2 separate regions of the Mus musculus genome follow, and region 1 is linked to region 2. A link is a contact called in public HiChIP or PLAC-seq data. All regions are on one chromosome and are shown on one strand. The core of a region is the stretch at or near the end of the contact, and the rest is flanking DNA. Distances in the headings are between cores, read along the strand shown.

The links. HiChIP or PLAC-seq counts read pairs in DNA pulled down with a chosen protein or histone mark.
Region 1: an HNF4G HiChIP or PLAC-seq map of pancreatic cancer cells shows a contact between it and region 2. The contact joins the enhancer-like site here to the promoter of D930020B18Rik in region 2. A contact is called at or near these places in 2 of 39 promoter capture datasets (the 3T3-L1 cell line and the HPC-7 cell line), 3 of 115 datasets of contacts at active chromatin or transcription factors (bone marrow-derived macrophages, extraembryonic endoderm stem cells and pancreatic cancer cells) and 2 of 9 other capture datasets (embryonic stem cells and liver).

The regions. Positions count from the first base shown.
Region 1 is chr10:121,956,917-121,963,170 of GRCm38.p6, forward strand. The region is part of intron 1 of Srgap1 (SLIT-ROBO Rho GTPase activating protein 1); the gene reads right to left. Among named protein-coding and RNA genes, the nearest start is that of Gm51787, 18 kb to the right of the region's middle. Within about 2 kb of position 4,410, at least 58 of the 459 cell types and tissues checked have an H3K27ac peak or open chromatin away from gene starts, as enhancers often do. A contact at or near this core is called in extraembryonic endoderm stem cells and pancreatic cancer cells, where this site is marked.
Region 2 is chr10:121,639,992-121,646,644 of GRCm38.p6, forward strand. D930020B18Rik (RIKEN cDNA D930020B18 gene) reads left to right here and starts at 1,710. Exons shown (of 13, transcript NM_177335.4): 1 at 1,710-2,078. The coding sequence starts at 1,827.

The DNA.
Region 1 (6,254 bases), core at 3,160-5,659, 320 kb after region 2:
TGGGAGCATTCTTCCTGTCTTCTCTGCAGGTCCAGGCCATTCATGAGGTCCTATTAGAGGCACAGCTATGGCTCTGTCATGCAGCTGTGGGCATATGGCAGAGGCCTGACCATGAGTGACAGATCTTCAGGGGTGTGTGCAGAGGGGTTTAGCATAGAAGCGGTCACTGGCTCCATCAATGGCCAGGGTCCTCACTCGGACCAGCTAGCTGCTGATGATGACAGAAACTCATGCATGGTTCATTGACCTCAGTGATGCCTGGATGTGTCGAAGCACTGGGCCTTCCAGTGTTCACAGCAGTGTAAGTCATCAGAACCAATACAGGAAAATAATTCAATTCTGTACCTACTAAGGAATCTATCATCAAAACGCTGGGTATCTATATAATAGAATATTGTTTGGGAGTTAAAAGAAATGCAGTATATACCAATCATGGTTGGAACTTGAAACCATGCTGATGGACAGAAGTGAGACTCAAGGACAAACGGACAGAACTGCAATTGTGTCTATTAGTGATGAGGGCAGAAAGCAGAGAATGTGAGGTTAGAACTGGAGCTGGCTGACGAGTGTGGCCTTCCATAGGAGGCATCGGTGACATGTTCCACATCTGTGGGGATGGTTGCACAGCTCTGAATCTATTAAACACCACTGCAGTTTTGTGACTTTATATTTTTATGAGTGTATTAATCCCATAAAAAACATTAGCATGTTCAATGGTTGGAAACATGCCCCCAAGGCCACGAAGGAGTGTGCCAACTGAGCACCAACAGGAACGGGTCAAGAAACCATGCCCTGAAACCTCTGAAACTCTTAGACAAAACAAAATTTTGCCTTACAAGTTGATTGTCTCAGGTATTGTGACACAGAGACATAAAGGTAACAGAACTGCATACTGGATGTAGTAAAGTATAGAATATACATTTTACCTCAAAAGAAGTTTTACAAAACAAGAACTTGTTGAATAAACAAATTCGTAACGGAAAATGGGTTTGAGCCTGACCAGCAGGGTTTTCTGTTGAACGCACACGTTCTTTAGATACTTTGTTAAAGGTTCAACGGTTTGCACTAAAGTTGTATTGAGCAAGGCAGGAACCAGTTCTCCTCCAGCCCTTGCTCCGAAGGGGTCATCATAAACATACAGGCCACAGGGACCCTACTGTAAACCTGTGCCATCTAGACAAGAAGCCACATCTGTCTCAGCCACTCATCCAAGACAACAGTCACTCTGACCATTCTCTGCTGTTCACGACCTCCTTCCACTGGCTACTCCCAGGACATCCCCATAACATACTGACTCCCTCCTGAACCTCTTGGATCAAACTCTACCTCCTCAACGAGGCCTTCTCCACTCTAATACTATGAGAGGAGGAGTATTAATTAGTCTGTTTTGGTCACTGCTTTCCCCCAGAGCCTATAACCTGCCACGTAGCAGGTGCTCATTAAATACTGGCCAAATATATTTTTATGAAGCATGTCAGAGATTGAAGCAATCCGTTATCCGGGAGTTCTAGTACATTTCCCAATCTATTAATAAATGTCACTATCAAAATTTCAGAGCTTGGGTAGGATGGGTGGACAGCTCAGCAGTAGAGTGATTCCTGCTCTTGCAGAGGACCTGGGTTTGATCCCTAGTACCTTCATCAGGCAGCACACAACCATCTGTAACTCTAGCTCCGGGGGGATCCAACACCTCGGGGTTCCTGGGACACTGGCACTTAGGTGCACACATACAGATACGCGTACATACACATACTTGAGAATAAAAATGCCACCTCTAAAACGTTAACTTGAAAATGTGCTGAGCTCCACACGTCTGTGCGACTATCAAACCGTCTTTGGTGGCTTCCCTTTCCTGCAGCCAAAGCTGCCTGAGGGGAGTCATCGCTCTGTATTATACAAATGGGCCAAATAGACATCAATGACTGGCCGGGGTTGTCCAACCCACAGCTCATTCATAACAAATCCCGAAGCACACAGACACTGTTGGACGGGGCCTCTGAGAAGAGAACCAGAAGCTCTGCCATCCTCAGAGAGAACACACAGTTCTCTTAGGGGAGTGAATTATAGTCAGCACTGTGTAGCTTTAACTACGTTTGAATAAGCGCAGGCGTCATAGTCATTCAACAAATGAATCTGCTATCAGCCTAAGAATGTTTTTTCCTTATCCCCAAATCAAATCCACTATTTTAATTCAAATGTAGCCCATGCTTAGGCTTTTTTTTTTTTAAATCTTCAAAAGGAAAACCACAGAAAATAAATAATTTCACACTCCTTGGTATAGCAGCTGAAGGGAAATCTGGCGCTCAGCACCACCTACCCACCTTCTCACCAGACCTCATTTTAGTCTTGGTGTGTTTCCCTAAAGTTTCACTTTAATTTATTCAATACGGTTTGTAATGGGTCTGAGAATTTGGGTCTCATTAGTATTTAAGAGGAGCCATAGAGCCAGGCCTAGAAGCGCGCATATGTAATCTCACTGCTCCAAAGCTGAGGCAGGGGGATCAGGAGTTCAAGGTCAGACTAAGATATAGAACAAGACCTTGTTTCAAAATAAGGGAGGTGGGGGCAGGAAAGAAAGAAGGCAGGAAGGATGAAAAACAAAATGAGGTGAGACGTGTTAATTAACTTGATAGATTGTGGTATAGAGTCTAATCAATTTTTTTTTTCTTTTTCACTTTTCGGGTATGGGCACACAGGAGACAGGGTGCACATACACAGGATGGCACGTGTTGGAAACTATCCTTGATGCCTCCTCCATCTTAGTAACTGAGGCAAGGTCTCTCAATCAAACCCAGAGCTCATTGATACCACAGTTCTCACCAGCCATCTTGCTCTGAAATCATCTCTAATTTCCTGGACTGGAATTATAGGCAGGGCACCAAGCTTACCTGGCATTTATATGGAGCCTGGGGATTTGAACTCCACTCAGGACACTTCAGTGGTAAATATTTGAACCACTGAGCTTTCTCCCTAACCCCAGTATGAGCAATTGTATCTTCCCAGTTAAAACTTCTTTTAAATGAAGGAAAAAGGAAAAATATAGTTCAATTAATTAATTAATTAATTAATTAAATGTGTGTGTGTGTTGCGCACTCGTGCAAGCACTCTCAGAGCACAGAAGAGGGCATCAGATCCCCTGGCATGGGAGTTCCAGGTGGCTGGTTGCCAGTCATATGACATGGATGCTGGGAACTGAACTTAGGCCTGGTGCAGAAGCAACACGGGTTCTTAACCTTTGACCCCTCTCTCCAACACAAAATCATCTTTTAATGATTTATTTTTTTCTCATAATCATATGAGAAATAAATCCTGATGGCTGTGTGTAAGGGGGCATCAGATCCCCTGGAACTGGAGTTACAGACAGTTGTGAGCCGCCATGTAGGTGCTGGGAATTGAACCCAGGTCCTCTGGGAGAACAGCTCTTAAACATTTCTCCAGCCCCACAAAATCATTTTTTTAATGTTAAAAAAAATTAAACTGAAAGAGAGAAAGAAAAGGTATTAGTATTTGTTGACACTTGGTGAACCCAATCCACTTTTTCTTTGCTTATTTATTTGGTCTTTTTGTTTTTATCATCCTAGGGATTGAAACCTGGTTGATAGCTCCTGGGCAAATGTATTACCTGACTCACTCTTAAAAGGATATTGAAGGCAGTTCCCACACACGTTTAAGATTTCATGAGAAGAAGCAACCTATTCAAGTCCCACACTAGGAAGCAGCACAGCTGAGCTCCAACTGGACTGGCAGGATTCTGAGTCCTGTCAGGTCCACTCACCTCCTTTAACCCTGAAGGTTACTTTAAAAAAAAAAAAATGTAACAAGACAGCCATGGGGAATCCCATCAAAACTGGGCAAAGTGTCAAAGAAACTGACTCTGAAATGTATTTTATTAGAGATGAATAAAATTGTATCTTCTCCTCCCTCCTGAATAGTAATTACCTAAAAAACAAAAACAAAAACAAAAACAAAAAAACCAACAACCAAAAAAACCCCTCTCAATCCACGTTGAATGAAATGGGAAACTGTTTTCTACAAAATTCTGTAAGAAACATTCACACTGATAGATGAAAAAGGTGTGCCTTGAAAGGATATGTCTGCAACATAGGAGAAAGCATTCCTACGATATCTTACAGAGCAAAACAGAGTTGATAGTGACATGAAAACACGGATATAACTCAGAGATGGAGAAATGGCTAAGCAGAACGACCCCTGGGTTCAGACTCAGCACCACGGCTCATGTTACATTTAAATGTATATAATTACACATATACTGCTTTCATACATTCGTAGAGTTTCAAGGCTGTTCTGCTATGCCTTAGGGCTTAGCAGCAAGCCAATGATAGCATCCTCAGTGCGTCCATGACAACATTAATTACTGCTGGAAAGGCTAACGGAAAAATCAGTTGTGAGCAATTTTATGGCTACTGCCAGACAGAAGTGACTTGGCAATGAAACCCTGGGTTCCCTTTTACTTAAGGCTATGTGTTCTCAGATGATAGAATCACGAACTTTCCATTCTTGGAGGAACTAAACAAGAACCGGCACAAAAGACAACAGAGCTAAACCTCACTGATCAAGGGTGGGCCTTTTGCTTTTCTTCTAGTCTCTATGTGGATTTAAAACACAAACAGACAGACAGACAGACAGATAAACAAACAAAAAAAACCTCTCAAGGATCAGGAGGCGATAGGCAACGTCTGTCCGAGAGGTTCCCTTCTGACTCCTGACCCCTGTGGCAGACATTACTAATGGACTGTGGCATCCTTCTCTCTGCTTTCTGACCACAGACTGTCAACACTGTTAGGCAATCTCATGTACTTGAAGGAATATAGGCTCGGGCAGCACAGAGATCCGTACCCCACCTTTGCCACTTAGTGATCTTATGACTTCAGATGAAATTACTGACCTTCTGGATATCTTGTTTGTGTTTGGTTGGTTGTTTTTTGTTTGGTTAGCTGGGTTTTTGTTTTGCTTTGATTAGTTTTTTTTATCTGCAACATAGTTATAACAATTCCCTTCAAAGTTGCTTTAAAGATGGAATGAGATTATAATTTTTTAATGTTAGCAACTTTACTTCATTAAGCACCTCATTTAGCTTGACTCAATACTTGAGCAAAAGTTCTTTGGAAGCTTGAATCTATATATTTTCCACCCTCAAGGTCACACAATGCAAATTATCTGCTTGTGGCCCACTGAACTTCCATTTGGAGCGTCAAATGATTCTTTGTATTCTCATTAGGAAGCCAGTGTGCAAGCATAGCAAAGAGACCCTTATCTGAGTTTGGTTCACCAGGGCCATAGGAAGCAGAAGGGGGCTGAGAAGTCAGAGTCAGGAAACCACAGGGCCTGAAACTGTCCTGCCCTAGGACAATAAATCACGGATGCTAATGAGGTCACTTTCTTCGTGAGTCACAGGTTAGATGTTGCTCCAGCCCAATTCCTCACGTGTAAAAAAAATCAGGTAAATCAAACATAACTGAGGAAAGTGAGGGAGGGAGGGAGGGAGGGAAGGGAAGGGGAGGGGAGGGAGGGACAGGTGGGAGAGCTACCAAGTAAGTGTCTTTCCAAGAGAGAAACATTGTCTGGAATCTGTGGTTACACAAGCAGCCCAGTTACTAAGTCAGAGAAGCAGGCTCTGTCTTGCCCGTCTCTTTCCAGGTAATAAGAGACTTTATATCATAAAATTAGTAGCATGCAGAGAAACTAAAGTGCCTGTAATGTTAGAGTTTATCTTAGTCCCACCAATGTAAATATTCTAGAAGTTAGATTAGAAAGAAGTAAAGACAGGAAACTAGAGTCAAGAGCCAGAGTAGAGGAAGCTTGCTTAGAAAAAAATAAAGGTAAAGGTTTTGGGTTTTTGAGGCAGCATTTTTGCTAAGTAGCCCAGGCTGGCCTAGAACTCCTGCGTCTTCTTCATGTCTACTTCCTAAATGCTGGGATTCAAGTGGGAAAACTACATCCGCTTTAGAAAGTTCTTTGCTGCTTAATTTTAAGATTTTTTTTTTGTTGTTGTTGTTGCTATTTTTTGGTAAGATATACAACTGCTATTCTTCCTTACAAAAATAATTTATTCTTATTTTATATACATTGGAGTTTTGCCTGCATGTATGCCTGTGTCAGGGTGTCAGATCCCCTGGAACAGGAGTTAAACAGTTATGACCTGCTATGTGGGTGCTGGGAATCAAACCCAGGTCCTCTAGGAGAGCAGCCACTGCTCTTAACCACTGAGTCATCTCTCCAGGCCCCACAATTCT
Region 2 (6,653 bases), core at 460-2,959:
CAGCCCCTGGCTCCAAATTCAGCAATTTTTTCCTTTGCAGTTGGTTAATCTCATCCTTGCCATCTGACCTTTGCTGTTTCCCTGGCAACAGAGTGGAACATGGAGAACCTGGAAACCATGACACTGTCTTCTCTGTGAGTCGCCAAGCCTAGATGAGGTCATTAGTACCTCTGTCTTGTGCTTCATCCTAAGGTTTATTAAAGTTGGTGTCTTGGTCACCAAAAGCTAATTGTTTTTCAATGGGTGTTTAAGCACCCACAGCAAGTGCAACACCATTTCTGGAATGCTCCGGGCGTTCTGTTTGTCTTGGTCCCAGGAAGTGGGTATAAAACCAGAAACCCAGAGACAGAACAGTGAGTGGTCTGAAGTCACTTTCTACCTCTGATGTCACAGTTACTGTTATTTGTCACTGAGCTGCTGTGAGGGTAACTATCAGGCAGAGTTGAGGGTCCTTGCCTTTCTATTGGCTTAAAGTGGCAAAGGTCCTTTACCAGCAAAGCTTGTAACCATGGTGAGAGTCAATTTTTATCTATCGGCTGAGGAGTCAGACAGAGCAGATTCTGGGGACACTGAGTGCTAGGCCACACAGAATTTGAGATTCTGCCAGCAGGTGGCACTTCCTCCCCACTCCGAGCAATTACATGCTAAGAAAAGAAACAATGACTTACTCTTTCCCTGCTGTGGTGAGTTGTTCACCATATCTGGTTGTATACTGAGACACATCTATGCTCTTCTCCCATGATGAATTTGGAATTGTTTACAATATTCAGCTCATAATAGTAAAGTATGAAAAGGGAGACTATAAATCACCGTAAGGAACATCAGACTTTATTGAGGTCTGTTAGCAAATAGAGGAATAATATAGTTTCATTGTATCATCTCCATGAATTTACTTTTGAGACAGGGTTTTGCCGTGCATCCCAGAACTCACTAGATTAACAAAGGTAGACCTCCAGTTTATGGCTTGTCCTCAGGCCTGTCTCTGGAATCCTGGACCTACAAATGTGGGCCAGCTCCATCCTCGGGTCTTTCTATGAGTGGGAAGGGGGAGAAAGATGGGTTTTCCGGGGTTTGAAATAAAAATGGAAGCGCACACCTAGGGCAAGTTTCTATTGTGCTTCCTAGCACGCCAACCTAACATACAGCGTTATTCCTGGCCAGCTCGCAAACGTGAAGCAACCCCTTTATTGCTCTGCATCTCTAAGGTTACATAATCACATCCTTCAACCCATCGGCTTCCAGAGGGCCCTTCCACCTGGCATTCATTTTCCGCATCGTTCTAGGCATCGGGGACACAGACGCACGGCTTGTATGGCTTGAGTTACCAAAACAGTTTGTAAGGGTCTTTGGAGACTCCTGCCTCTAAGACAAAGCTTGAAAGTCACAGCAGGCAGTGTTATGGTAATTATAGGATTCTCAACTCCGCAAAATCCCATCGGTTTCAAGTTTCTCTTTAACAGGAAATCAGATTCAAACCGGCCTCCGTTATCAGTGGAGTTTTTAATGTGACCATGTGGCTCAGTAGCTGAAAAGGGGCCGTATTTCTTCCCAGACCCTTGAGTACTTCTCCTTGTCAATCAACACTTTAGTCTTGCTCCGCCCATCGCTGTGTAGGTGAGGACGAAGTTTAGGGGCGGGACCGGGCGGGGCAGGGGGCTCGGGGAACACGACTCCGGAGCTGGTTCCTGAAGCAAGGTCCGGCTCCGGGCACCGGGACGCGCTGGTGGCAGAGGCGGCAGGCGCGCGGCTTTGTGGCGCGCGCGGGTTCCACTGGGTGTCGTGGAGTCGCAGCCACCCAGGATACTCTGCCTGGTCGCGGGTGTCGCATGGCAAGCCCCGCGCGATCCGGCTTCCCCGGGCGCACGAACAGCCGTCTGGACGCGTTCTTGCGGCGGCACCTGCCTCCGGAGGTGTACGACGCGGTCCGCGCCTACGAGCCGTGCATCGTGGTGTCGGACGCCGAGAAGCACACGTTCAAGTACGTGGTGCTCAGCGACCGGCTCATCTACCTGACCGAGAACCCGCCCAAGTCCATCCGGCGGGTAGTGGCTTTGCGGGACGTCGTGGCCATTGACCTGGTGAGGATTGCGGGCGGGCAGGCTCCTTCCTAAACTCTCGCATCCCCCTCTGGCGCTGGAGAAAGGAGGAACACCTTCCCCATCCCGCCCCGGACTTCATCTCTTGTCAGTGAAAGCAGCTGCGTGGAAAAGCTGGGGTTTGATGTAGAATTTCAAATAAACAAGTTCTCCCGTTCTCCTCCTGAAAACCCTCTGCTCCCAAATTGGGCAACAGGTTTGACAACCAGTCTCGCTATAGTGACAAGCCTCTTGTTCATTAAGCACCTACTCCGTGCGGGTACCGTGCTGCACCTCTTCTGCAGGAACGGGAGACCACACCTGTGCAAGCCAGCGCCGCCACGCTTTGTTTACTTTCTTGCCGCTCATGTGTAGTCCACACGTGACTGGTCCAGAAAAAGTGCGTGAGCGAATAATTTGCGTGATGTGCACAGGATCCGTGCGTCTTTCAGGCTGGCCACTTAATTCAAACGGAGTGGGGAAGCTTCCTGGAAGGAGTGTCCTCAGGACTGAGTCTCAAGAGATACAGTCTTGCCCTGGGTTTTAGAGTAGCCACTGTTTCCCTCTCCTCTGGGAATAGATTGACTTTAAGACGCAGCAGCTGATTGGAGGCACAGCCTCCTCTCCTGTTTCTCCTTTTATTGATTGCCTCCAGGTCTCTTTGTCTGAGCTGCTTTCCAGGTGTTCCTAGTTCCTCTGGGACTTGTGTCTAGCCTTTACTCTCGCTTGCCTAAGTCTGTGTCCCCATGGGAGTAGTTGGCAAGGCTGTTGATGAAGCTGTTTTGCCCACAGAACAGTAACTTGGCTTTAACACATTTATAAGAAAATAATACAATTAAATAATTTTCTTTTTAAATTCTACTCAGATGTCGGCTGTGGCTACCTTTGTTTCTTTGAAACTTTTATTACACTTTTTATTTTGTGTGCACGTGTATATTTGTGAGTGTGTGTGTGCGTGTGTGTGTCATGGTGAGAATGTGGAGGTCTGAGGAGTTTGTGTAAGTCAGTTCTCTCAGTTTGTGGGTCTTGGAACTTGAACACAGGTGTTGAGGCTTGGCATTAAGCAAGCAGCTCTCTGAGCTGCTGAGCCAGCTGGCCTGCTCTCTTTTCCTTCCCTTTCCTCTCCTTTCTTTTTTCTTTGAGTAAAAGAAGTAAATCCTTGACATTATTTCCACTCTTTTGAACTAATTAGAAATAAATTGCCATATAAATAAACTGCAGTGTGTGCATGTGTATCCCAGAACCTTGTGCTAGATAAGTGCTCTACCAGCGTACGGCCTTGCAGTCTGAGCAAATGTGCTAGAAAGCTTTTTTGCACCCAGCATTTTTAGCGTCTTTAGTGAAAATATTTGTTGTTTCGACAAAACTGTGATGATTTTTTGATATTGCTATTCTTCCCCAACAGACACAGTCTGTTGGTAGCTGTATATACTACTTTAAGGTGTCAGAGAGAGAGAGAGAGAGAGAGAGAGAGAGAGAGAGAGAAAGCGAGCAGCACAGTAATATTCCTTAGGGTCCAGAAACCCAGAATCAACTCTGTGAAAAGAAGCTCTATAACTTCTCATGCTTTATGGACGGATTTGCCTTTCAGGAATTCAGGAGAGTTTTTTGTTGTTGAAGAGACTCTGGCCAGCCTGTGTGTGGCAAGCATGGCTCTGGCAGGCTTTGCCCTTCTCCCCCATTCCCTCTGCCTGGCAAAAAACAAAACAAAAAACAAAAACGAAAACAACCACCACCACCACCACAACAACAACAAAACATTAGATTACATTCCTAAACTCCCAACGTCACTTCCCTATTTGGCCAATTCCTCCTCCTGAGGCTGACTACCAAGGTCCAGCTAAATTAAAGTATTGAAGTCCAGCAATCAAAAGCCCCCTTTGGCTCACCTAATTAACATGCTCAATTAAAATGAAATACCTTATCCTAACATGGGGTTCCCTATTTTATCTTATAAACCACCGTTTGCCCTTGGGCCACACCTCTCTCCCCTCCATCCAGAGGCAGTCCTTTGCCCCACTCTGGGACAAATACCCCTTCCCCTTTCCCTTGCCTGCCCCCCCCCTTTGGTCTTTCCCCTCTTCCTCCATCACCTATCTCTGTTCCTTATCCCCACCCTCTGTCCCTCTGGGACAAATCTCTTTTGTGCCGAGAACTTGGTCTTGGGGGTCCTGAGCCAATACTTTTCCATTCAGCTGTTTTTGTTTTTGAGATAAGTTTCTCTGTATAGCCCTGGCTGTCCTGGAACTCACGCTGTAGACCAGGCTGGCCTCTAACTCAGAGATCCGCCTGCCTCTGCCTCCTGAGTGCTGGGACTAAAGGTGTGCACCACCAACACCTATCTGTTGAATATGCAGAAGAATATTAATGCATGATGACTAAATTCAACCTCCTGTTTGCAAACAAAACGAAACAACTCCCCCCAAACAAACAAACAAACAACACGAGAAGAATATGTAACATCTATAAATGTTCTGCACAAATATAAGATTTAAATATTGTTACTAGGTTTATGGTCCATCTTGCAAAATGTAGGTTAGCTTTGGAAGGCTCCAAACCCCTGGAACTTGTGACTATGTTATATCACAAGGGAAATTACGAATGCCACTTAATGGACTTAAGTAAAGGAGGCATCTGAACTGGGCCTGGTGGCCCATGTCTTCATCCCAGCTCTCAAGAGGTAGAGGCAGAGGACATGAGTTTAGGGCCAGCCTGGGCTACATAGACCCCACTGAAAACGTTAATAAACAGGGGCTGTAGAGGTGGCTCATCAGTTCAGAGTGCTTACAGAGGGACCCAAGTTCAGGTCCCAACACCCACATCCCGTGGTTCACAGCCTCCTGTAACTCCAGCACCAGGGGACATGAAGCCTGTCTTCCTTGGTACCTACATTCACATTCACATACCCTTCCTCCTACATATACACATAATTAAACCAAATCACTTCTTTAAAAAGTAAATAAGTAAAATTGAATTAATTAGAAGTATCCTGGTAGGCCCAGGGCAAGTAAAATACGAAGAGGCAGCATGAGAAAGACGGAGCCAGCCATTGTTAGTGTCAAAGGAAGCAGGAGTCTGGAGCAAGAGAAAGGAAGGCAGCATCCAGGTGCTGGAGCTGTCAAGGAGACAGACTTTCCTAGGGAGCCTCCAGGAGCTGTTCTGGCTGAGCTCAGCAACACCCTCTCCTGTGTCTGTTTTTGTTTTGCATTGCTGGGAACTGAGATGCAGGCCTTGTATATCTCAGGCAAGGGCTGGTCCACTGAGCTCCCTCCCACTGATCCCCCAAGGCCAGGCCTTCCGACTGGACTTCTCACCTCCACAGCCTAAGGAAAGTAAATCCTTGTTGCTAAATGCCAGGGGGGCTGTGGCAGTGTGTTACAACGGGCACACAGCGTTTCCAGTGGGGGAGCTGTTGAGATTATTCCGCATGAGAAATATCATGCCAAGCACGAATGCCCCAGTCTCCTTCTCTGGGATTTTATAAAACTGTTCTAGGATTATGATAGTCCAGGGGCTTACACTCGACTCTGTAAGTTTCCCCCTTAAGAGTTATCTCATTTTTGGGCTGGAGAGATGGCTCAGTGGTTAAGAGCATTGACTGTTCTTCCAGAGGTCCTGAGTTCAATTCCCAGCAACCACATGGTGGCTCACAACCATTTGTAATGGGATCTGATGCTTTCTTCTGGTATCTCTGGAGACAGTTACAGTATACTCGTCATATATATAAAAAATAAATGTTGGGCGATGGTGGCACACACCGTTAATCCCAGTACTCGGGAGGCAGAGGCAGGCAGATTTCTGAGTTTGAGGCCAGCCTGGTCTACAGAGTGAGTTACAGGACAGCCAGGGCTATACAGAGAAACCCTGTCTCGAAAAAACCAGAAAAAGAATAAATAAATAAATAAATAAATAAAATCTTTAAAAAAGATTTATCTTATTTTTAATTCCGTGTATGTGTGCACGTGAGTGCAGGTGCCTGCGGTGGCCAGAGGCATTGGATCCTGCTGGAGCTGGAGTTAGAGGTGGTTCTGAGCTGCCCAGCGTGGGTGCTGGGAACTTAGCTTGGACCCCTGTGCACTCTTAACCTCTGTGCCATTTCCTAGCTCCCAGTTCCTAGCATCAGTTGTATGAAAAATTGGTCATCACGGAGTCACCTTACTTGTTACCAGTGTGACTTGCTAATATATAATGCATAGAATTTTCTCCAAAAGAAAAAAAATTTTTTTTTTCAAAAGAAAGGGTCTTGTAGCTGGTCTTTGCTACTTTGGGGGTTCTTTTTTCCACCCTTCTCTACCCTTTAACCGGCTAACATGAGATAAGAGGAAGAAAGGATACAGACGAAAGGAGAAAGAATAAAGTCAGGGGTCGGAAAGGGGGCGACGTTATCATTAGATCTCTTCCTGCTGATTATGAGGATCAGTTCCTTGGGGCAAGTTTTATCTTCCCTGTCAGGGCATCGAATTTCCTCTTCTTGTTTCTTCTTTGTGAATGACTAGTTAACAAACTGCAACCTGCAGCTGGAGAGATGGCTCAGCAGTTAAGAGCACTGACTGCTCTTCCTGAGTTCAATTCCCAGCA